Regions from separate parts of the Mus musculus genome. Here all the other regions are linked to region 3. A link is a contact called in public ChIA-PET and HiChIP or PLAC-seq data. All regions are on one chromosome and are shown on one strand. The core of a region is the stretch at or near the end of the contact, and the rest is flanking DNA. Distances in the headings are between cores, read along the strand shown. Region 1 holds the start of Hsdl1 (hydroxysteroid dehydrogenase like 1). Region 2 holds the start of Mbtps1 (membrane-bound transcription factor peptidase, site 1). Region 3 overlaps Cotl1 (coactosin-like 1 (Dictyostelium)). Region 4 overlaps Usp10 (ubiquitin specific peptidase 10).

What was found. ChIA-PET counts read pairs in DNA pulled down with a chosen protein or histone mark. HiChIP or PLAC-seq counts read pairs in DNA pulled down with a chosen protein or histone mark.
Region 1: an HNF4G HiChIP or PLAC-seq map of pancreatic cancer cells shows a contact between it and region 3. The contact joins the promoter of Hsdl1 here to the enhancer-like site in region 3. A contact is called at or near these places in 2 of 39 promoter capture datasets (the HPC-7 cell line and neural stem cells) and 2 of 115 datasets of contacts at active chromatin or transcription factors (effector CD8 T cells and pancreatic cancer cells).
Region 2: a contact with region 3 is called in a FOXA1 HiChIP or PLAC-seq map of pancreatic cancer cells. The contact joins the promoter of Mbtps1 here to the enhancer-like site in region 3. A contact is called at or near these places in 2 of 39 promoter capture datasets (cranial neural crest and neural stem cells) and 4 of 115 datasets of contacts at active chromatin or transcription factors (bone marrow-derived macrophages, effector CD8 T cells, memory CD8 T cells and 1 more).
Region 4: an RNA polymerase II ChIA-PET map of effector CD8 T cells shows a contact between it and region 3, with 18 read pairs. The contact joins two enhancer-like sites. A contact is called at or near these places in 1 of 484 Hi-C or Micro-C datasets (the G1E-ER4 cell line), 2 of 115 datasets of contacts at active chromatin or transcription factors (the HPC-7 cell line and effector CD8 T cells) and 3 of 9 other capture datasets (adipose tissue, liver and pancreatic islet).

What each region holds. Positions count from the first base shown.
Region 1 is chr8:119,573,674-119,576,469 of GRCm38.p6, reverse strand. It overlaps Hsdl1 (hydroxysteroid dehydrogenase like 1), which reads left to right and starts at 1,295. Exons shown (of 5, transcript NM_175185.5): 1 at 1,295-1,378. It overlaps Dnaaf1 (dynein, axonemal assembly factor 1), which reads right to left and starts at 1,235. Exons shown (of 12, transcript NM_026648.4): 1 at 1,003-1,235. The coding sequence starts at 1,108.
Region 2 is chr8:119,557,246-119,560,460 of GRCm38.p6, reverse strand. Mbtps1 (membrane-bound transcription factor peptidase, site 1) reads left to right here and starts at 1,700. Exons shown (of 23, transcript NM_001167910.1): 1 at 1,700-1,815.
Region 3 is chr8:119,811,784-119,814,709 of GRCm38.p6, reverse strand. The region is part of intron 3 of Cotl1 (coactosin-like 1 (Dictyostelium)); the gene reads left to right. Among named protein-coding and RNA genes, the nearest start is that of Cotl1, 27 kb to the left of the region's middle. Within about 2 kb of position 1,594, at least 163 of the 459 cell types and tissues checked have an H3K27ac peak or open chromatin away from gene starts, as enhancers often do. A contact at or near this core is called in the G1E-ER4 cell line, the HPC-7 cell line, bone marrow-derived macrophages and 3 more, where this site is marked.
Region 4 is chr8:119,944,925-119,947,770 of GRCm38.p6, reverse strand. It overlaps Usp10 (ubiquitin specific peptidase 10), which reads right to left. Exons shown (of 14, transcript NM_009462.2): 5 at 605-696; 6 at 1-70. Among named protein-coding and RNA genes, the nearest start is that of Usp10, 36 kb to the right of the region's middle. Within about 2 kb of position 1,305, at least 38 of the 459 cell types and tissues checked have an H3K27ac peak or open chromatin away from gene starts, as enhancers often do. A contact at or near this core is called in the G1E-ER4 cell line and effector CD8 T cells, where this site is marked.

The sequences.
Region 1 (2,796 bases), core at 46-2,545, 240 kb after region 3:
TATCTGTCTTCAGACCCACCAGAAGAGGCCATGGATCCTATTATAGTTGTGAACCACCACGTGGTTGCAGGGAATTGAACTCAGGACGTTTGGAAGAGCAGTCAGTGTTCTTAACCGCTGAGCCAACTTTCCAGCCCGCAAGCCCATTTCTCTTACCAGGGACAGCAGAAGGGCAGCTCTGGGACAGGGCAAGAGCTCTGTCTCTCCCCACTTTGGTTCAGAGATAACTGTGATGCAGTTTGCTGTGTAAATCTCCCCCCTACCCCTTTTGCCAGGTGTGAGCACCTACAGTTCCCACTCCTGTAAACGTGTTTAATTGCTCAAAGTGTAACTTAGGGGCGGCAACATAAAAACAACTCACTGATAAAAGCACACACAAGAACAGGGTGTGATCAGTTTGATCGCTCAAACCTGTGTAAAAGAAGCAAGCTTTGTTCTGGGCTGGTCTCTCCTTGGATGTTAGAACCCTGTGCACACTATTAAATATGAAAGACATTTTCCAGGGCCTGGAGAGATGGCTCAGCGGGTAAGAGTACTGACTGCTCTACAGAAGGTTCCGAGAGTTCAAGTCCCAGCAATCACATGGTTGATCTTAACCTCTGCATGTATGTACTTCTGAGATTCAAACTCAGGTCTGGAGGATTGTGTTGCAAGCACTTTTACCCTGCAAGGCGCCTCTAGAAGCCTTAGATAAATGTAACGTCAAGAGCTGATGAACTCTCTGTACTTGTGGTTTGTTGAATGACGCTGAACACTGTTTGGGAACTGTGTCTTACACTCATTGCAAACAATTCCCAGCCACAGGAAGGTATCTAATAAATTATCATGGAATAAATAATGGGTCTTCTATATGTACTGGATTGATCATATCAATAAAGGTGCTGTTCTTGTAGCTGTATGGATGGGTATGTGTGAGGGGTGCTGGTTGTCCCCAGCTGAGTGAAATGGGCATGTGTGAGGGACACGAGCCCTCGCCCCTTTGGCTTCCCAGCGCTAAGGCACCTTCTTTACGGATCCCTGGCCCCGCGTCGCCGTGATCGCCTGCCGACTCCTCCAGACTGGGCTCCGCCACGCTGTCCACCGGCGGCTCAGAGACTTCGGGGTGCATGCTCACTCCTGGCCCGACCACTCAGCCCTAATACTCTACGGTCCGCGTCGTTGGCTGTCCAACGCTTTCCCGGTCGCCGCGGCAACCAGTGCGCACGCGCAGTCAGTTACGCCGCCGAGGGCGGGCCTAGCCGAGGGGGGGCCACGGGGGAAACTGCACCCGGGCGCGTGCGCGGATCACGTGGGTAGCGGACCTGCGGTGGTGTCCCGGGGCGGCGGCCGCGCGGGCAGCGGGCGGGACGGGCTTCGGAGACCGCGCCTCTCGCTGCAGGTATTGCGCCCGCGCCCCTCACGCCCCTCGCGCCCCGCTTCCGTCCCTGGCCACGCCCCCTGGACCCCGACCCTCGGGAACGCCCTCCCCCCCGCCGCGCCCCGTAGCGGGGAACTCTGGTTCCGCGCTCTAGGCAGCCGCTCAGCTCCCTGAGCAGGTGTCCCGGGCCTGGTCCTCGGCAGGAGGCTCGCACAGGCGACACGCCCCGGGACGGCCCTTTTGTCGGTGTCTCTTTATCCTCCTTTATTCCTGGTCGCTAGGTCTAAGTAGGTTCTAAGTCTCAGGACTGATGCAGAATGGCCGCGCTGCTGAAGAAAGCGCGCAGCTTCTGCAGAGCCCGGTGGGTTTTGCAGAGTCGCTGGGCCGTGCCCGGCGCCACTGGGGAGGGATGGGACACTAGCAGGGAGTCCCTGTTCTGCTACCAGGACTCAGCCGCACCCCTGGGCGGTGACCGCAGCGGGTTCGGGTTCCCACGGGGAGTCTCAACGACCACCTGCCAGGGCTCTGGGCCGAGCCTTCGCTGAGATCCTGGGATGTCGTTGCGTCCGTTTCCTTCCTCTTGTGTAGTACACCCGGGTGCGATTGAGGAAGGGGATAAAGTGAAGCCGCGGGGACAGCGCTCTTAGCTTCTTCATAAACTCGGGTCAGTACGAATAGGGGTCGCTAGCATCGAACCCTGAGCGATGATCCTGCCTAGTGGCTCCGGTTTATTGAGGGGTGGCGGGAAGGCACTGTTGCAAATGCTTTTTATGCGTCACCTCATCGAATTCTCGTTGTAGGGGAGAAGCGTTAGCCGCTTTTTACAGGTGGTGGTGTTGTAACTTCATTCCCAAGGGTGGGATGGCTTTTTCAGAGTGACCCTAGTCATTGCTAAAATATTACAGACGCGCCATGTCCAACGTTACTTTATCAGTGGAGGGTGTGTGTGTGTGTTGGGGCGGGGGGAGTGTTGTTTATTTATGTGTGGGTGTGGAGGCTACGGGTCAGTGTCTGTCACTTGCAACCTTATTTTTCGAGAAAACGTCTCTCACAGAACTCAAGAGTTTTCTTTATGTTTGACTGACTGACTGGCCCCCAGGGTCCTCTCGTCTGCTCCTTTCTTCCCAATACTGAAATTACAAATTGGTTCTGCTTACATACCCACTCTTAGATACTGCTGGGGACCTCAGCTCAGGTCCTTAAGCTTGCACAGCAAAAACAATCTGCTGAGCCATCTAACCAGTCCCCAGTGCATATTTTTTTAATTGAGGCAAAATTCATGTAACGAGATCCATCATTTTAGCCATTTTGAAATGTACAATTCAGAACTTTGTAGTTAGGTAGGTTTCACCGCCCTATTTCCAGATAATTTCCACAACCACAAAAAGGGATTCCACCTCATGGGCTGCAGTTTGGGCTCATCTTGCCCCTTGTGTTTT
Region 2 (3,215 bases), core at 451-2,950, 250 kb after region 3:
GGTCCTCTGTACACTGAGGTCCTCCCTATATAACACACATCGCTACAGAACCACGGTGATAAAATTCCTAAGTTTGGTTGTTTGAAGTGGGAGATTTACAACGGAAAGTAATTGCTCTAGTTATTCTGAGACAGCCCCTAGGCAGCTGTTAGCCAGGGTCAGCATGTGCGCTTGGCAGAATATTGCTCTTCCTGATACGAGAACCTGGACTTAATGAGGACCGGGATTCAATGGTGTTGTGACCCAGTACCCGCTTTGAACTTTCTAACAGAGGCATGGTCTTTGATACGGGAGTGTTCCTAATGGCCGGGGGTGTCTCCATTTGTCCTGTCCCTAATCAGTGGTGATCTTAACAGAAACCCAGAAAACCAAAACTTTAATTACATTTGTGGTAAAGCCATCTCTTTCCTACAGTCTGGTTAGTCCACTACTCAGCTCTGAGCACTCCTTTAGCTAAAGTCTACTGTATGCAGGCTTAATGGGTCCTTTATGACATCAACTTATTGCTCCCAGCTTCTCCTGAGCCAGCAAGGGTCTTCTAATTACTGGGCTTCAGGCATCTGAAGGACAGAAGACCTTGGGGAGAGTGTGGCGAATCAGCAGGGAGACATCAGGCCAAGAGCAAGATTCAAGTCTCAGGGCAGAGAGTGGGCAGGCAATGGGGTTGCCACAGCGAGTTTCCGGAATGATGGGTTATCCATAGGATTCTGGAACCTGGGAATAAATGCGGTCTATCCTTTTCAATGTGTGGGGCTACTGTCTCAGAACCGCCCTTTTAAAATCTCGTTTGTATGTCTGTGTAGGATTATGTATAGGCGTGCAGGTGCCCTCAGAGGCCAAAAACCTGATCCCTCCGAAGCTGAAGTTACAGTGAGCAGGTTCTGGGATGGAAACTTGGCTCCTATACAAGAGTACTGTCCCCTCTTACATGCACTCTTCTGACTGAACACCTGAGGGAAAACACAAGAGTGCTGCACAAGGTCCCCTCCATACCCTGACCTAAATCCTGGGTCCGGATCCCCTTTTCTTGAGTTTGCTCGGCTGGAGGTCCCAATGCAAAACCCAGTTTCCATACCAGGTTTGGCAGCCAAGGTGAGCTTATGAGCCTAGGACTCAGGGTTTGTCTCCTCCATCCTGTTTGCTTCAGTCACAGTCCCCGAGCACACTTAGGTTGTGCCAGGGCCAAGAGTGATCGATCCAGCTCAGTACTAAGGCTGAGAATGGGCCCGTTCTACAGGTGGCTAAATTGCTCAAGTGCGTTTTACCAGACGAAATTCACCTTGATCCTGTTTGTTCCAAATGGTAAATAGTTGGTGTTACAAACGTCCTGTTTCTCAAGATGCTGATGCACCCTCCTGGCAGCAGTAATAAACTGGGGCCATGGGAGTAGTTCAGGAGAACACATAGATTGGATAGGCGCCGTCCCACTTCAGCCGCGCAAAGGTGCTCGCACCCTTCCTGAGTTTCCAGGCCAGGAAACCTGGAGAAACCTAAACCACCAGGGTTCCCTATATATACCCAGAGAGGGCGATTTGGCCTCGCCCTCGGCTCCGCCCCTTCCCGACCCCTCCCCCAAGACCGCAAATGTCGCGAGAGCTCCGCACAGCCTCTCGCCTCGGTGCCGGGCCGTCAGGAGCGCGCACGCAGGTCGCGGGCGCGCAGAGCACGCCGGGCCGTCGTAACCCCCCCACGCCCCAGCGGCGTGGTCTCGCGAGACTTGCGAGTAAACATCCCCCGAATGGAGACCCGAGGCGTGTTCGCGGCGGAGCCGCCGTTCTCCCGGGTCCGCCGACCCCGAGCCTGAGGCGGACGCAGGTACGTTTGCCGGCGGCGGCCGAGAGCCGGACGCGCCCTAGGCTCAGCCGTCCGCTGCCCGCGCGGGGGCCGCCGGCTACCGCAGCTGCTTCCCCAGAAATTGGCCCGGAGCGGCGGCGGCGGCTGCGGCGGCCTGGCCTGCGCCTGCGCGCCGCGGTGCGCAAGCGCCGTTCGCCTCCGCAGGGCCCTGCGGTCGCGAGCCCCGGGGAACCGAGCTGCAGCTCAGTGCACATCGCGGCTCGGACTCGCATTTGCTGTAGGTGTTTTTGAGTGGCGCTTTGAAGGGACGGGAGGAGCACTTGAAGATTTCATTCTGGGATCAGCCTCGCTAGCAACCCCTAGGTTTGGAGGCGAATGAAAAAGCCGGACAGAGAAAAGCATAAAAATCTGCAAAACTAGTCGGGGGGGGAAAAAGTTAATATTTAAGACAAGGTCTGAGTAGCTCAAGCTGGCTTTGAACTCCTGATCCTCACGTCTCTGCCTGGCGCTGGGATTAAAGACGTACAGCGCCACACCACTTACCGTTATTTTTTAAACGCAAGACCGTGATTTCTATAAAGTGTCCTATGTATCACAGGGTCACTTGTATTAAGTGGTCCCGCCCTGTGACTTTGTGTCATCTTGCGGAGCAGTTCAGTCGGCACCACAGCCCGCTTTGAGAACCACTCCCCAGACTCCCGGTACCCTGCTGTGGTTAGAACCGATTTTTAGTCTGCTATTTTAGTCACCGATGGACCTGTCTCCTTAGGTTTGCTTTTTGGGAATAGTGGGTCAAGAGTCGCATGTGGCCTTTGGTGTCTTGTTTCCAGAATTCATCTATGTTGTTGCATAAACCAGTACCTTTTTTTATGGTTGTAGCGTAAGTCAGTATTTCATCTTTTACGGCTGAATGATAGTCCGTTGTTTAATAGCCCACAGTTACCCCTATTCATGTGGAATACCTTTTGCCAAGGTCTTATCTTGCAGTATGTGACACATTTGGCCACAGAGCTAATTTTTTGTGGACTTTTTGGTTTTTGTTTTTGTTTTGAGTGTAAGGGTGAAGTGGCTACTGGAACCTGCACTTTTGCTCATTAGGACTCTCCTGCAGTCTCTAAACACCCCTTATAACCAACAATTTGCTGTTACTATCTAAAAAGTGATGCGGTGTTGGCAGGCCTCCCCCTCGCCCCTCGGGAATGAAGGAGCATGTTTTCTGGTCAGATCTTGTTCATTCTTGGTGCTGTCATATGCTTTATTCTCTGACTCAGTTCTCTCTCCGATGGTCGGCAATCTTTGGACTAGGAGGACCAAAAGGGAAGTCTGTGTGTGTGTGTGTGTGTGTGTGTGTGTGTGTGTGCGCGCGCTTCCTTGATCACACTCCACCTGATTTTTTTTTTTTTTTTTTTTGAGACAGGGAC
Region 3 (2,926 bases), core at 345-2,844:
GTTGTCTCCAGGGCTGTCCATAGGTCACTTGAGACCATAAATGAGCTTGGATGGAAACTGGTAAACTCATTTAGAAAGATGTATAGGGAAGGGCTGGATCATAGGTATGGGAGATGCAGAAGGTTCCTGGAGTCAGGTAGGGTGTGGGGATAGGTGTTAGCTAAAGACTGGGAGTGACTGCCATTGGTCCAACCACATGAAGTCCTCACCGTGGTCCAAGGGGTAGGAATGATTTCCTAGGCTTTACCATATTCCTGCTGGGGGGGATGTGAGTCTGCACACACCCCTGACTTCAGCTGGGCAGTGTGGTCTCTTGTGGGGTGAGGAGAACAGAGCCAGGTTCATCAGCCCCGAGCCAGGCTCGTGGCGAGCAAGGCCGCAGTCTGACTGATTGTTGATGAGAGACATCAGCCCGTAGCGAAGACCCAGGCTCTGTCTCGGAACCACAGTATGGCTTGGGCTCCAGTGGCCTCAGAAATGCTAGCTGCCTGCCTTGGTCACTTGGAGGGAAAACCATTCAACCCAAGATGAGGGACTCTTGATTCTGCCTTCTAACTTTGAGGTTCCCCAGAACAGCAGGAGTGGAAGGTCGTGACCTGGGGGGTGGGGATGGGGAGGCTGGAACGTGTGATCGGCACCCCCACACTGCTCTCCCACAGTAATAGTCCCAGAGGATCCGTCTCTGGCCTCTGCAGGCAGCAACTATAAAAAACGAATCTGCAGACAAAGTTGTCTTCTGTGGCAGCAGAGAGGAGAGAATGTCCCGTGTGGCTGACCCCACGTGGCTGTTCTGTCAACTTTGGAGACTTGGAAGCATTCGCTTCATGGCGATTTGGTTTTAAATGTGCCTCAAGGTTCGAGGTGTTTTTTTTTTTTTTTTAAGTTTGGGACAGTGAATATGTGTGCACGTACGTGGTGTATCTCTGGTAGAGTATAGACGATTTTGCCTATTTACATTTCTTGCTCTGTACCATTCACTAGTCTGATCTCCTTTTTGAGACGGAGTCACATGTACTAACTTTGTGTGGGGATTTGTGCACACCACAGCAGCATGTGGAGTCTGGACAGCGTGCAGGGGCTGGCCTCTCCTTTCATGGGGGGGGGGGGGGGGCGGGGCAGGGCGGGGATCTGAGATCATCAGGCTTCGAGACGAGTGCCTTTACCTTCTGAGCCATCTCCCCACCCAGTCTCGAATTTCTGATCCTCTTCTCTCTGGGATTACAGGCCTGCGCCAACACGCCAGGTTTATGAAGTGCTGGGGCTTGAACCCAGGGCTCTGTGCACGCTAGGCATGCCCTCCGCCAGCTGAGCCACGTGCACAGCCCCTGTTTGTTTGTTGAGACAGAGTTTTGCTATGTAACACAAACTGGCTTCAGACTGGTGGGCAGTCAGTCTCCTGCTCTCTGGGCTTGCATCCCACACTGCCTGGTTGTAGTGTGACCACGGGACAGCTCTTGTGGTTTTAGCCATAGCTGCACCCAGCCCTTAGAACTTCCCTTTAGATTTCTTAGTCCTTATCTTGTCTTCCTAAACTCTTGTTCCTGACCCAGACTTCAGGTTCTTCTTTACATTGCCATATAAGGCTGTCAAACAAGCAGAGGACTTTGAACTTCCTCTTAGGCTTCTTGCCCCATTGACTTCCTTGCTGGGGCACCCGCGCCCCTCCCCCGTGCCGCTGGCCTGGGAGTTGAGACACAACTCTCTATTCTCTTTCCAGACCTGGGGTCCACTGCCTTCCATGGTCTGGGTCACATGCATAAGCTTAGCAGTGCTGGCCCTGGGGCTGCTGGGAAGGGTCTTTGAATTTGGGGCTGCATAAGGCTGTCTCAGCTCTGCCCCCAGGGCCTTATCGTAACCTGGTAAAAGGCTAATGTATTGAGGGTGGATTCAGTCAGATTGTGTGAGGCTTGCCTCTCTTGGCAAATATTAACCCCTCCTCCATATCCTGCCATGTCTTGGTGGCCTTGCTCATGGTATCTAGGAAGCCGAGAACGTGATCTTTCTGGTGCTATGGCGACTTTGCTGATTTTGGTTTTTATTGATGTAAAATCCATTTAATGTAAAAGTAAGCTCTTTAACCACCCCTCCCTAGTTCCAAAGCATTTTGCTCCCTTTCTTGATATCTACATATAGTAGTTGGGGGTGAGGACAGTGCTGGGGCTTGAACCCGCGCCCTCCTGCCTGCTAAGGTAAGCACTGAACTGAGCCACACTCCTGCTCTGAGGCTGTAGTCCCAGGTCTGTGACCTTGGGCAGGCATTGTGGTCTTCAGACTCTGTCTTGTTTGTAAAAGAAAAATAATCTTGATTGTCTTTGAGAATTTTTATCTTTTGGTTTTTCGAGACAGGGTTTCTTGTGTAGCCCTGGCTGTCCTGGAACTCGCTCTGTAGACCAGGCTGGCCTCGAATCCCAGAGAGCCACCTGTCTTTGCCTCCTGAGTGCTGGGACTAAAGGCATATGCCACCAGTTCCTGGTGTCTTTTGGAATCTGAAAAGCTGCCATTGGGCTGGTGTGGGGCAGAGTGAGCTGCTCTTCTGACCCCTGCTGGCTTGCAGTCACCTCCACGAACTGTGCAGTTTTACCACAATGCGTCTTAGATGACATCTGCCGTTTCCTGTTTTGTCTCCCACCCCTGGTCACCTCTGGTCTGCTTTCTCTGTGGATTTGCCTTTTTTGGACATTTCCTGTCAGAGGAACCAGACAGTGGGTGGCTCTTCATGTCTGTCTGTTTTTGCCCATGTTCAGGGATTTGTTCGCCCATGTTGCACCGGGCATTAGAATTTCATCGATGACTAATTAATGCGTCACCATTTGGAACGTCCATGCATTGAGGGTCTGCCTTACCCTCTCTTCTCATCTGATGGCTAGCTACCTGGGGTGCTTGGCTGTTTGGGGTGAATCACGTAGCTGTGAAGTCTGGGCATGTG
Region 4 (2,846 bases), core at 56-2,555, 130 kb before region 3:
CTTTTGAGTACAGAGGAATGAACTTCATCAGGTGATACATCGGAGGGCAAGCCACCAATGCCTGCAGGGTCTAAATGTCGGTAAGGAAGTGTAAAGGAAATGAAACAGACACAGAGGAACTTTTCTAAAAGGCACGTAAAAAAAAAAAAAAGATAAGCCAAGGACACTCAGCTACGTGGATATGTAAACACAAAGAGGAGTAAACCACATGAGAAGACAGCTGCCTTGTAAAGGCCATGTAAGGATCCTCTCTCTGTCGGCCGGCTGCAGGACACTCAAGAGCCTAGCTAGCTGAACAAAACACTCCCACTAGTTAGAGCAAAGCCTCTAGTTCTACGCGGCCATTCTGTCCTACTGTCTACCACCACTCCAATGAGAATAGAACATGCCCGACTCTACCCTTCATAAGCCAACAGATCAATCCTCGGACAGAGGGCGGAGAGGCTCCAGAGTACCACCGACCATGAGGCAGGCAGAGTGATGGCCCAGTCTCCGTGCTCAGAGCGCAGGCCGGCAGCCCTGGGGACGCTGCGGCAATCAAACACACCCAGACGGGAGAGTGGGCATGGTGGCCAGGCGCAGGGTTGGCAGCCAGGAAGGATACGGCATTAATGTAGCACCAGTTTCCTTTATTGATCAGCCCACGGGGTTGCAATGACACTGGCTTATGTATTAGGGTTACAGTCTCCAATAACTCTGCAAGAGTGAAGAAGCAAATGAAGACATTAACATTGCAGTCAGAATCCATGCACGGCGTTTCTGAAGTGCTGAGAGTCCTTCAGAAGAGCGTGTCCTCCGAAAGCCTTCACTTAGCACCGCTTTGTTACTAAGTTGGGGTGCAGGGGTGGGGGGCAGTTGTCTTGAACATCAACATTTACAGTTATCCTCTCAGTTTACACTAGGACGCTCCATGGCCAGAGACACCGACACAATAGCTAGCAGCAGAGAGCGGAGGTGGAAGACACTGGCATCCCCACCAAGGCTGACAGCATGCTTCACCAGCTGCTAAGTCCTCTGGATACCAGCTTCAAAGGGACTGTGGGGCAGGAGTGTGCCACCGGGCTCCCAGAAAACCCGGCAGACCACAGTGGGCGCTCAATGGCCGAGTATTAAGTGACAGCAGCAGCTCCTGCCAATCATGGAAGTGAGATCAGCCATTGGTCCACTAACTCCTCACTCCATTCAGAAGTGGGTGGGGCTTCTCTCCTGACACCCCGGAAACCACTTTTTTACAGCTTTAAGAAAGCTGTAAGCTGAGGAAGCACAGTGGGTGGCTTGATGTGGCTCCCATAGATCACTTTATCTGAGAAACTAAACCATTACAGGCTCCAGAGAAGCACCAGACACAGCCACTGAGAGCAGCCCCTTAGTGAAAGGTGTGCAGATCTAAGACAGGAAGACGCATGCTGACAGCTCCCACCAGTCCTGGAGCTGTCCAGTAACACTCAACTGCATAGTCATAACTCTGCCAAAAAGGGACTCTGACACCTCCTCTTACAGATGAGAAAACTGAAGTCACAGCACTGAGCCAGATACAACTGTGGGTCTACCTGGTGGGCTCAGCCGTTCCTAGCACTTGCTGCCAGGCCTGATGATCTGAGTTCACAGCCCCTTGTGGTAGAAACACAACCAACTTCCACAGCCTGACCTCACAAGCACACACACTTGTACATACACACAAACATGCTTGCAAGCACAGAAGGAACAAATAAGTCTAAGGAAGAAATGTTTTTAAATATTATGTAAGGCGGGACGCCCTCTTTCCCCCTCCCACTGCCTTCTGCCACCTGTTCTTGGGCTAAACAAGGATCCATAGTACAGCAATGATCACAGTAACCTCCAAACCTGTGTGTTCAAACAAAAACACACCCCAAAGCAACACCACAGGCTCTACAGCAGCCATCAACGGTGTGGCAAGCTTTTACAGAATTAGAAGCTAGGTCTTCCTACCATGGCTGACCTCTGTAAGAACAGCTAATGCATCCCGCGTGCACCCAAGCCTGCAACTAGCCCCGCTCCAGGCCAGCTCAGACAGGTAATGAAGGGCTCACTGTCCCGGACAGCACCACAGACTGTAAAAGAGTCTGGGGAGTATGCTTCACCTACAGATATACCAAGAGAACAGCTAGATGACTGGAGGCGCAGACATCAGAAAATAGGCAGTGGGGGAAAGGTGTCTGTCTATCCGGAGTAACATAAAGGACAGCAGGAAGTATGAACACTGAATGGCGACTTACACATAGGTATCAGCGTGCTGCAGTCCCAATACTCCCACGGTCACGCACAACCTTCAGGTTCAGGGTGCAGACTAATGGTATCAATATGAAGAAGCAAGCCAGAGATCTGGGTAAGAAGGTGGAAGCCAGTGTACACTGCTCAGTGGGATGCCTGGCCCAGGAGTTAGAGCCACATGGGCGGAGAAAATTCTGTTTTCCTAGTGAAGGCAAAGCCTTCTTGCGTCAGTTGAAGGTCGGAAGGGGTGGGGTACCATGATATTCACACCTGCTTTGGCACGGGCACTGACTGGGCCACATTTTTAAAAAATGAGAGACCTATGTGATGACGCTTGCCTGTAATCCCGGCACTTCGGAGGCAACGGTGGGCATCAGGAGTTCATGATCACTACACAGCAAGTTAGTTCCAGGGCTACAGAGAGACTGCAGGCTAAGGCGAGAATCTCCCCAAATTTGTGGGTACCTGACCTGGGTACAGTATGCAGTGAAGTGGCAGAAACAAAAGACACTGCTTTAAAGACAAGATAGGTGAAAGTAAGACCTTGCTCCCTAAAAGCTGACTCTGACACCACGAGATGCCTTTGGCAAGCATGCACACCCACTCACACATAC